2 separate regions of the Sus scrofa genome follow, and region 2 is linked to region 1. The links are chromatin contacts, called in public HiChIP or PLAC-seq maps. All regions are on one chromosome and are shown on one strand. Each heading gives the region's core, a stretch centred on a gene start, on an enhancer-like site or on the middle of the called end of the contact. The rest is flanking DNA. Distances are from core to core; before and after follow the strand shown. Region 1 overlaps BRD7 (bromodomain-containing protein 7). Region 2 overlaps HEATR3 (HEAT repeat-containing protein 3).

Evidence for each region. HiChIP or PLAC-seq counts read pairs in DNA pulled down with a chosen protein or histone mark.
Region 2: an H3K27ac HiChIP or PLAC-seq map of alveolar macrophages shows a contact between it and region 1. The contact joins two enhancer-like sites. A contact is called at or near these places in 1 of 47 Hi-C or Micro-C datasets (embryonic fibroblasts) and 1 of 2 datasets of contacts at active chromatin or transcription factors (alveolar macrophages).

Annotation. Positions count from the first base shown.
Region 1 is chr6:34,513,459-34,518,518 of Sscrofa11.1, forward strand. BRD7 (bromodomain-containing protein 7) reads left to right here. Exons shown (of 16, transcript XM_021094214.1): 11 at 1,708-1,819; 12 at 3,086-3,142; 13 at 4,521-4,635; 14 at 4,927-5,060. Among named protein-coding and RNA genes, the nearest start is that of BRD7, 38 kb to the left of the region's middle. Within about 2 kb of position 1,938, at least 21 of the 83 cell types and tissues checked have an H3K27ac peak or open chromatin away from gene starts, as enhancers often do. A contact at or near this core is called in alveolar macrophages and embryonic fibroblasts, where this site is marked.
Region 2 is chr6:34,711,656-34,716,715 of Sscrofa11.1, forward strand. HEATR3 (HEAT repeat-containing protein 3) reads right to left here. Exons shown (of 15, transcript XM_021094219.1): 13 at 4,635-4,778; 14 at 2,679-2,855. Among named protein-coding and RNA genes, the nearest start is that of PAPD5, 45 kb to the left of the region's middle. Within about 2 kb of position 2,551, at least 13 of the 83 cell types and tissues checked have an H3K27ac peak or open chromatin away from gene starts, as enhancers often do. A contact at or near this core is called in alveolar macrophages and embryonic fibroblasts, where this site is marked.

The DNA of each region.
Region 1 (5,060 bases), core at 688-3,187:
TGTTGATGTGCCACTTGTTCTTCTGTAACATTTTTGTGTGGCAGTGAGTTGTTCCAAACTTGATCGGTTTGGGAAGCCGCAGCATATTTTCCCCAGGATCAGAGGGGGACATGGTTCGATTCCTAAGGCAGCCGTAACAATCGCAGCTGCACTCAGCCGTCCCTTATTCCATGTTTCTGTGGGAAGATCACTTTCCGTGTTGTGTAGGGTACTGAGTACTTTGCATCCCATCAACTTAATGAGATTTTGTCCTGGTTTACTGGGATTCTGGCTCGGGGTGGGACACTGAGCTTGGGTTATTCCTTCTTGGCATTGGAACCTTGTTAACTTCATTATGTGTAAGAATTTACTCCATAGATTAGCCAATCTCTTGGTCTTTCTGACAAAGAGGGGATTGTTCACTTTTATACATGTATGGTGGTGGTGGTGGCAGTGTTTTTACAGGGCAGAGGTCCTTAAGTCAGAGACTGACTCTGGTTTAAGATCAAGGTATTTGTATCCTTTAGACCTCTTCTCACCAGCTTGAACAAGTTCCTTCTGGATTATTCATACACGCATTCTACAAATAGGCATTGCATGTTCCTTATGTTCCAGGCAATTCTTCTAGATGCTGGGGGTTTCCACGGGGGAACAATGCTGTCATCAGATGATGACAGGGGTTTTGAAGAAAAGTAAAAACACAAAGGAAGATAGTGGCTAGGATTGAGAGAGGGGTGCAGCTTTAAATAGGATAGTCAGGGAAGGCTTTGCTAAGTGAACTTGGAGCAAAAACTAAAGAAGCAAACATAGCTGTCTTCCAAAAGAAGAGCGTTCTGGCCAGTGGAATAACTGTGCAAAGGCCCTGAGGTGGGAACCTGCCCTATACCTTTAAAGAACAAGAAGAGCGGTCAGGGGCAGAAAGAGTATAGGTAGATCTTTGCAAGGACTTGGAGTCTTATTCTAAGTGAAATGGGAAAATATTGGTGGATTTTGAGCAGGGTAGTTACTGAATCTGGCTTATCATTGTAAAAGGATCGCTGTGGCTGCGGTGTGGAAAACAGATTGCGGGTGGTAAGGGAGGAAACGGGAGCTGCTGTCAAGATCCAAGTGAGAAATGGACCGTGGAGGTGGCAGCTGAGGTGCTGAGAAAGGGCCAGTGGTCAGCCAGTCGGGTCTCTTGACTGGTCGAAATGGGGCATGAGAGTGAGAAGTCCAGGACTCCACGGTTTTAGACAGAGCCTAGAAAGATGACATTGCTGTTTACTGACAAGGGGAAGATTTTAGATTGAGCAACTCAATTTTGGACGTTTTGAGAAGCCCATTAGAGCTCCCCATGGAGCTGTCCAAAAAGTACAGTCCAAACCAGAGGTGTAACTTTGAGAGGTTTCAGTACACATGAGAGTCGTGAGTGACTGCAGTCGCCTGAGGGAGGCAGTGAAGGGAGGAGCAAAGAGCCCTGCTGACTGAGCCCGGGACCCCGTCCTCACCGAGGTCTTGTTTTTCCTTGAAGGTTTCCACAGGAGCATCTCCTTTTCACCGTGTTCTTGATATTGTTTAATTCCGTCCTGATCCCTGGTAAATACGTCAGTAGTGCTGTGCCTAGGTGGAAGGTGTCACACCGTGGTGTGTGAACCCAGGGTGTCTGGTGAAACAGCGGGCTGTAACAGGGAGATTACGCCAGTGGAGGTGATTTATGTGAAAGTGACTTTCCTAACACTCTTTTTTCAGCATCCATGAGTTTTTGGCCACATGCCAAGATTATCCATACGTTATGGCAGATAGTTTACTGGATGTTTTAACAAAAGGAGGACATTCTAGAACCCTGCAAGAGTCCGAGACGGTAAGAATGCTGCTCAAGAAACAGGGTGATTTGTCATTGGCTCTCAAGTGTTAGTCATCACTGTTATGAAACCATGGGATTAACCACTGTGACAGCTGGACTCCATTCCGCTGAAAAGACAGCCCAGCCCGGGTGGAGACCATGGGTGGAGGACAATGAACGGAAACGAGTAACTCGGCCACTAGGATCTGTGAGGCCAGAAGATTGTCATTATCGCCTCATCTTGAGAACGTAGGAATCAGAAATGGGGGTTATAACTCAAGAAGTCAGCTCATGTTATGTACCCTAACAAAAAAAGGAAGTCTTACTCACTTGAAACTGAGTCGACTAAAATGATAGGGAATGTCTTTTTCCTTATTATGCAGTAACAGCAGTGGCAGAGCCTTAAGTGAAAAAGTAAAAAGCTTTCTCACTGCTGTCTTTTATTAATACTTTAAACTATCTGGGATAATTCAGAGACTTGGCTCAAAGATTAGAACCAGAAAATGTTCCTTCTGGTATGGAGGAGAGTTCATCTCCAGAATGTCCTTGTCACTGTAATTAGATGAACCCTGTCTCCTCTGGGTCATAACTCTTCCTCGTGGCTCTGACTGTATTTGTCTTGTCCTCTGCCCTCACTGTACCTGTCATTTGGTTACCCGTCAGCAGAGCTGAGTCAGCACCTGAGGTTCAGTGAGAACTAAATATATATATATTTGCCACACCTGCAGCAAATGGAAGTTCCTGGGCCAGGGATCAAATCCGAGCCACAGCTATGACAGCGCCAGATCCTCAACCCACTGACCTTAACTCTCACTAAGCTGGGCTGGGGTTCAAACCCTCACTTCCACTGCAGTTGGATCCTTAACCCACTGTGTCACAGTTCGTTTTTTGTCCTTTTGTCTCTTCTAGGGCTGCATCCTCGGCATATGGAGGTTCCCAGGCTAGGGGTCCAATCGGAGCTGTAGCCTCCAGCCTATGCCAGAGCCACAGCAAAGCCAGACCCACAGCTCATGGCAACGCCGGATCCTTAACCCACTGAGCAAGGCCAGGGGGATCAAACCCGCAATCTCATGGTTCCTAGTCGGATTCGTTTCTGCTGCACCACGACAGGAACTCCTCACACAGTATTCTCAAAATGCAAATAATTATATCTAATTCATTTTTGTTTTAAAAATTATATTTTAATCATGTTCTTATTCCTTTTATCTTGCCATGAAATTCTTGATATTTTTCTATTTTCCTTGTATATATCTTTTAATAAAGTGTTTTTCTTTCTCCTTATAGTCATCACCTGAAGAGGAAGGCCAGCCTAGGACACTTGACACAGCAAAAGAAATGGAGGTGATTATATTTTTTTATTGTATTTTATTCTTTATTTCTTGTTTCATTGTTATTGTTTTTGGCCCATAGCATGCAGAACTTCACGGGCCGGGGATCAAACCCATTCCACAGCTATAACCAGAGCCACAGTAGTGACGATGCCAGATCCTTAACCTGCTGAGCCATAACAGAACTGCTGTATTTCATTCTTTATAAGAAATATTTAAATAGAGAATAAGCTAAAAAGCGTAAATGATAAAGCTTTTTTTTTTTTTCCCCCCATGTGGGGGTTCTCAGGCCACGGATCAAACCCTTACTACAGCAGTAACAACACTGGATCCTTAACCTGCTGAGGTTACCAGGGAACTCTGAAAGTTTTTATTTTAAAAGAAAAATATGAGTTCCTGTCGTGACTCAGGAGAAACAAATCTAACTAGTATCCATGAGGACACAGGTTCGATCCCTGGCTGTGCTCAGTGGGTTAAGGATCCAGCATTGCTGTAAGCTGTGGTGTGGGTCCCTCTGTTGCTGTGGCTGTGACGTAGGGCAGCAGCTACAGCTCTAATTGGACCCCTGGCCTGCGAACCTCCATATGCCGCAGGTGGGGCCCTAAAAAGCAAAAAAAAGAAAAAGAAAGAATCTTAAGAATGGGAAGGAAAGCTGGGCAAGAAGTTTATAGAGTAGAGTTGTAAGGCCCCGGCTGAAATGGCAGTCAGTATGCACTGATACCATTTTCTGCACCACACACTTTTAGCTCATATGTACACAGAGAAATTGGGTGATCAGACTGTTTGAGCTCGGAGTGCATACCGCAGTTGAAACAGAACCCTTAACTTTTGGTTACTTGTTATCAGGATTGATCTCTTCCTACAAAGCAGCGTTGGGGTTATGGAAACTCTGGGTCTTGTGATTCCAAAAATAAAACACTCTTTTTAGGATTTTGTTTCTTGCTTGCAATTCTGACAGTCTGGCTTTGGGGCCAGGAGGAGGCCCAGGAAGTATCTCGTGTTTGAGGTCTGTTGTAGAGGAGTGCCACTGTGTAGACTGAAAGATTGCCTGTGAACCTCAGAAACATGCAGCACTGTGATAATCAACAAAATCTTCACAGTGTAGGCAGGCAGTAACGAAGCCTTTATCTTTGGAGTAGTGATTAAAAAGGAAAAAAAAAAAATGCGGATTGTGTAAGACTCACTATTCCATTACAGAGAAGTGTGGATTTGTGGACACTGTTGCCAGGATTTGGAAATGGCATTCTAAAGGTTGTTATAGGCATCAGAATTATAACAATAAGTAAGACAACTCAGTTAATAAACACAAACCGTCTTACTAATTTCTCGTTCTAGCACTGTTAGGGCTTAGCAAACTGAATTTTTTTTTTTTTTTTTTTTTTTTTTTAAAGCTGGTTGCAGACATCGAGCCAGCAGGCTATTTAGACTCCAGTAATCAGGACAGGCTCATAGCACTGAAAGCAGTGACAAACTTTGGAGCTCCCGTGGAAGTTTTTGACTCTGAAGGTGAGTGTCTCCAGAAGGTTTGAAAGAAATTCTTCATGACCCAGGCACTCAAGATTGAATGTCACGCTAGCACAGAGCAGCATGGCCACTCTCTACAGGAGCATCTTGGCCGGCCATGCTTCAGTGAAGAGAAAGCCTGTCTGCAGTGTTGCTTTCTTGAGGGGAATCACTCCCTTGAGGAGAGAAGACTAACCAACAACTAGCAAAACCCCAGAGCATAGTACTCAGTTTATTGCACAAGATCGGAGAGACGTTAAGTCCATGCTGTAAGTTGTTTTTCTTACCACACAGAAGCCGAAGTGTTCCAGAGGAAACTCGATGAGACCACCAGACTGCTCAGGGAGCTCCAGGAGGCCCAGAATGAGCGTCTAAGCACCAGACCGCCTCCCAACATGATCTGTCTCTTGGGTCCCTCGTACAGAGAA
Region 2 (5,060 bases), core at 1,301-3,800, 200 kb after region 1:
GTAGGGGCGTCAACTCCCCACCCTCTAGTCAAAAATCCAAGTATAGGGGAGTTTCCGTCGTGGCTCAGCAGTTAATGAATCCACGAGGACTCAGTTCAATCCCTGGCCTCACTCAGTGGGTTATGGATCCGGCATTGCTGTGAGCTGTGGTGTAGGTCGAAGATGCGGCTTAGATCTGGTGTAGGTGGGCAGTTCTAGCTCCCATTCAATCCCTAGCCTGGGAACCTCTATATGCTGTGGGTGTGGCCCTAAAAGTGGAAGAAAAAAAAAAAATCCAAGTATAAGCTTACTACTGGCCACAGATTCTACCAACTGTGGATCATGCAGTACTGTAGTATGCACCATTGAAGAAAATCCACATAGTTAAACGGATCTGGACAGTTCAAACCCATGTTGCTCAAGGATCAACCATATAAAAGAAATGGGTCCTGGGGATATAATGTATCACAAGGTGGCTGTAGCTAATAACACTGTGTTATATATTTGAAAGTTATTAAGAGAGTAGGTCTTAAAAGTTTCCATTACAAAAAAAAAAAAAAATTTGTAACTAAGCTCATTGCTGTAATCATTTTGCAATATATACATGTATCAAACCATTATGTTGTACACCTAAAACTAACACGATGTTATACATCAATTAAATATGAAACAAAACCAAACTGCAAAACCCCAGTCAAACAAAACTACAGCCTTAAACAATCATAAACAATCATAAACTGGTCAATTTTTCCCCCTGAAGACTAAAGTCACCTGGTGGTGAAGCTTAAGTCAGTAAATGTGTGTCAGACACTATCGCTTCATTTTTTAGCTTTTTTTTTTTCCTTTGCTTTTTCCACAATTTCCTTTAAGTTCTTTGGCTGTTATTTCTAATTACTGAAGAATTTCACATTTGGGTCCAATGGCTTTTTTTAAAATACATTCTATTTTCCATCATGTTCTATCCCAGGAGACTGGATAGAGTTCCCTGTGCCGTACAGTGGGACCTCATTGCTTATCGATTCTAAATGTAATAGTGTGTATTTAGTAACCCCAAACTCCCCATCCGTCCCATTCCCTCCTCCCTCCCCCTTGGAACCAAAAATCTGTTGTGTGAGTCAGTTTCTGTTCTGTAGATAGGTCCATATTTTCGATTCCACATATAAGTATCACTACATTTTTTTTTCTTTCTTATTTTTAGGGCCATCCCTGCAGCATATGGAAGTTCCTGGGCTAGGGGTTGAATCAGAGCTGCAGCCGCTGGCCATGGCCACAGCCACAGCCACAGAAATGGGGGGATCCAAGCCAGGTGTGTGACCTACACCACAGCTCACGGCAATACCGGAAACTTAACCCACTGAGTGAAGTCAAGGATCAAACCCTCGTCCTCATGGATGCTAGTCAAGTACGTTACCGCTGAGCCATGAAGGGAACTCCCTCACTACATTTTTAAATCTAAGATGCTAAACCATTAAAATGTTAAAAAAAAATGGGAGTTGTTCAGTGAGTTGAGGATCTGGCATTGCCGTGAGCTGTGGTGTAGGTCACAGATGTGACGTGGATCCCGAATTGCTGTGGCTATGGGTGTGGCATAGGCTGGTGGCTACAGCTCTGATTCAACCCCTAGCCTGGGAACCTCCATATGCAGTGGGTGCAGCCCTAAAAAGACCAAAAAAAAGAAAAGAATTAAATTCTGCTTTAGAAGCTTGTTAGAGAAAAGAAATACGTACTGGAAAACGACACCAGAAAAAGCTAATCTTTCATTAATGCCTCTCTTCCCTTGATAAAGATTTAAAAGCAAAGGTTAAATCTATAATGTAAAAGCCAAAAATACAATTTGTTTTTTTTTAAGGGCCACACTCGAGGCATACGGACGTTCCCAGGCTAGGGGTTGAAACGGAGCTATAGCTGCTGGCCGATGCCACAGCCACAGCAATGCCACAGCCAATCTGTGCCTGCGACCCATATACCACAGCTGACAGCAACGCTGGATCCTTAACCCACTGAGCGAGGCCAGGGATGGAACCTGCTTCCTCCTGGATGCTAGTCAGGTTTGGTTCCTCTGAGCCACCAAGGGAACGCCCAGAAATATTTTTATTTCTTAAAATGAAATGGAGATTTAGATAAGAGGAGAATGGTGAATGTGTGGACATGGGATGCAAGGCTAGGTTTTTCAATTTTCTGGTTGCTTTCTCCCAACGGCCAAAACAGATTTTCAAAATTATTTTTTTGATTCAAAGTCAGCTTTGATGCTTCTGATGAAACCAGCCATCCACCCATCAATCAACAAAAAAAGAGCAAATGAAAGTAGCTCCCATTCTCTATTACAGACCGACCTGGAGCCTGCCCTTCTTTCAGAGCACCAAAGAGAAATCTTCCTAACAATGAAATCGGTATATAAAGCTTTACATGATATAAAATAAATTGAACGTGACTATGAAAGTGCTTTGCAGGTTGGGCTGTAGCGCTTACACGCAGCATGACTAAACCACCGCAGAAAGGGGAACCTGTCGACACCGTTTTGGCTCAAGTCACAGTGATTCGACAGAAAGGACGACGGAGCGCTGACTCAGCCCACAGGCACGGACCCGGAACGGAGGCTGGAGTGTGATTGGAATCACTGGGGTTGCACGGAGGGAAGCACACACACCCTCCTCCCACAGAAGGCTGAGGCTCAGCCTTTCTCCACAAAACCTACCCACCTTCATTTTGAAGACCGGCTGGAAGTCTTTCAGAGCAGCTAACAATCTAATTTGAACGGAGGCCCTTTCAGCTTCTTTACCATCTGCAAAGACATCGAAGAGGGCATCCAAAGCCTCTCCTGCTACGACGAGGGAGGGATCCTTGGTGGCAACCTCCAGCAGAAAGCACCCGATGGTCTGGAGACAACAAAACAGAGGTACTGTCCGACATTCCAAGTCAGCATCCGAGAAATAAGTACTAGCTCCAAATGTGGCAACAACTCAGGCATAGTGTTTTATATAAAACTGCTAGGGAAAAATTCAAACTTTTAAAAGACGCAAGACTTAACACATATTTATAAAAATACCGAGTATAAGCAAGATGAAATTAAAATCTTAGAGTTCATATTCCGACATAAAATGAATTAAGATCCATAAATGATATATGAGAGACTGATATTGGAAATGATTAAAATTTCCCTCTGTCTCCATCAAAAAGGCTTTTCTTTTCTTTCTTTCTTCTTTTACTTTTTAGAGCTGCACCTGTGGCATATGGGGTCAAACTGGAGCTGCAGCTACTGGCCTACACCATGGCTCACCACAATGCCAGATCCTTAACCCACTGAGTGAGGCCAGGATCGAACCCATATCCTCATGGACACTAGTCAGGTGTTTAACCCGATGAGCCACAACAGGAACTCCCAAGATGTGTATTTTCACCATAGATTCTTTCCTAATTTCCTATATGTTTTGCTATGTGTATGCATCATTTTTTCAAAATAAATTTCTTAAAAACATCAGTCACATTGTTATCTTCTTAGCAAGAAGTACCTTAATCAGTTTATTATCCATTAATCAGTAATCCACACTTGAGCAATTATTATTAGCACAATGAAGGGTAATTTTACTCTTACTGTCCTGTGAGTTGCTCTGCTGCATCCCTAGCAGAGGCATTTCTGAGCAACTGTGCTGAGCTGAAGCGCTGGAAGCAAACATGCTGAGTGAGTTCCTAGTGTGTTGGCATCACCAGAGTTGCTGCTTACAGTTTACGGGGTGGTCTTAGGACCAACTGTCTGGTGCTATGCAGAATGCATTTCAGCCTGGGGTGCCGAGAAAACTGGCTGGACTGTTCCTTCATCAGTAGGAGAGTATAACAGACACACAGTTTACACCACAGCAAAGGCAGAGGCATCATTTTTTTTTTTTTCTTTCTTCAGGCTAGGGGTCAAATTGGGGCTACAGCTGCAGGCCTATGCCACAGCCACAGTAATGAGGGATCTGAGCTGCTTCTGCGACCTACACCACAGCTCATGGCAATGCTGGATTACTGATCCACCAAGCAAAGCCAGGAATCAAGTCCGCCACCTCATGGTCACTAGTTGGATTCGTTTCCACTGTGCCACAATAGGAACTTCGAGGCAGAGGCATCTTTAACAATTCTGAACCTTGATCTCTAACTGAAGATCAATTTATTTTTGAAAAAGTATCTCCAGGGAGTTCCTGCTGTGGCTCAGTGGTAAGGCACCTGACTGGTATCCATGACGATTTGGGTTCAATCCCCGGCCTTGTTCAGTGGGTTAAGGATTCAGCATTGGGGTGAGTTGCAGTGTAGGTCGCAGACGCAGCCTGGATCCAGCATTACTGTGGCGGTGGCGTAGGCTAGAATGGACCCTTAGCAGGGGAACTTCCATATGCTGTGGGCCTAGCCCTTAAAAAAAAAAAAAAAAAAAAGTATCTCCAGGATAAAGTTAAATGGCAAAATTCCACTTGACTTTTCAAACAATTATCTGACCCATGGAGTTAGATCAAGCCAAAGGGAAAACTTTAATAACATGCCTGAGTAAGCACATTCTGATATGATTTCTTCTCATAAAGTCCACAGAGGTTTTTAAAAATCCCAGACCTGGATTTTTATATAGTTACCCTACTCCCATTTCTAGTGATTTAACAGTTCGGGGTAGACGCATGTTGTCTTACCTTCAGAGTGTCCAGTGTGCCATCTTCTTTGGCGAGGACGCTGCCGGTGATTCCCAAAATACTGACCATGTTTACTCGAACCCCGACATTGCTGCTCTGGATGCCCGCGGTGCAGAGCGTCATCAGCTGGTCAGGAGTCATGCACTGTTGGAAGAGAAGCGGGGTGGTATCGAGAGTGTGAGGCTCAACCAATTCCAAGAGCATGTGCTCAGGACTGACCGGAGTCCCTTTACAGGCAAATCTACCAGTGACACAAACACTCAGAGAAGTTCTAATCACTCCCCAGCACAGCTGGAAATTCTGAACTCGGACGAGGGCCTTGACATGAGGTGTCGTGTCATCACCACATTATCCATTACAGCAGTTAAGCCTGTAAGAAGGCCTTCGGTTCCTAGTCATCTTACTGAAAACTTTCATTCAGAGGCA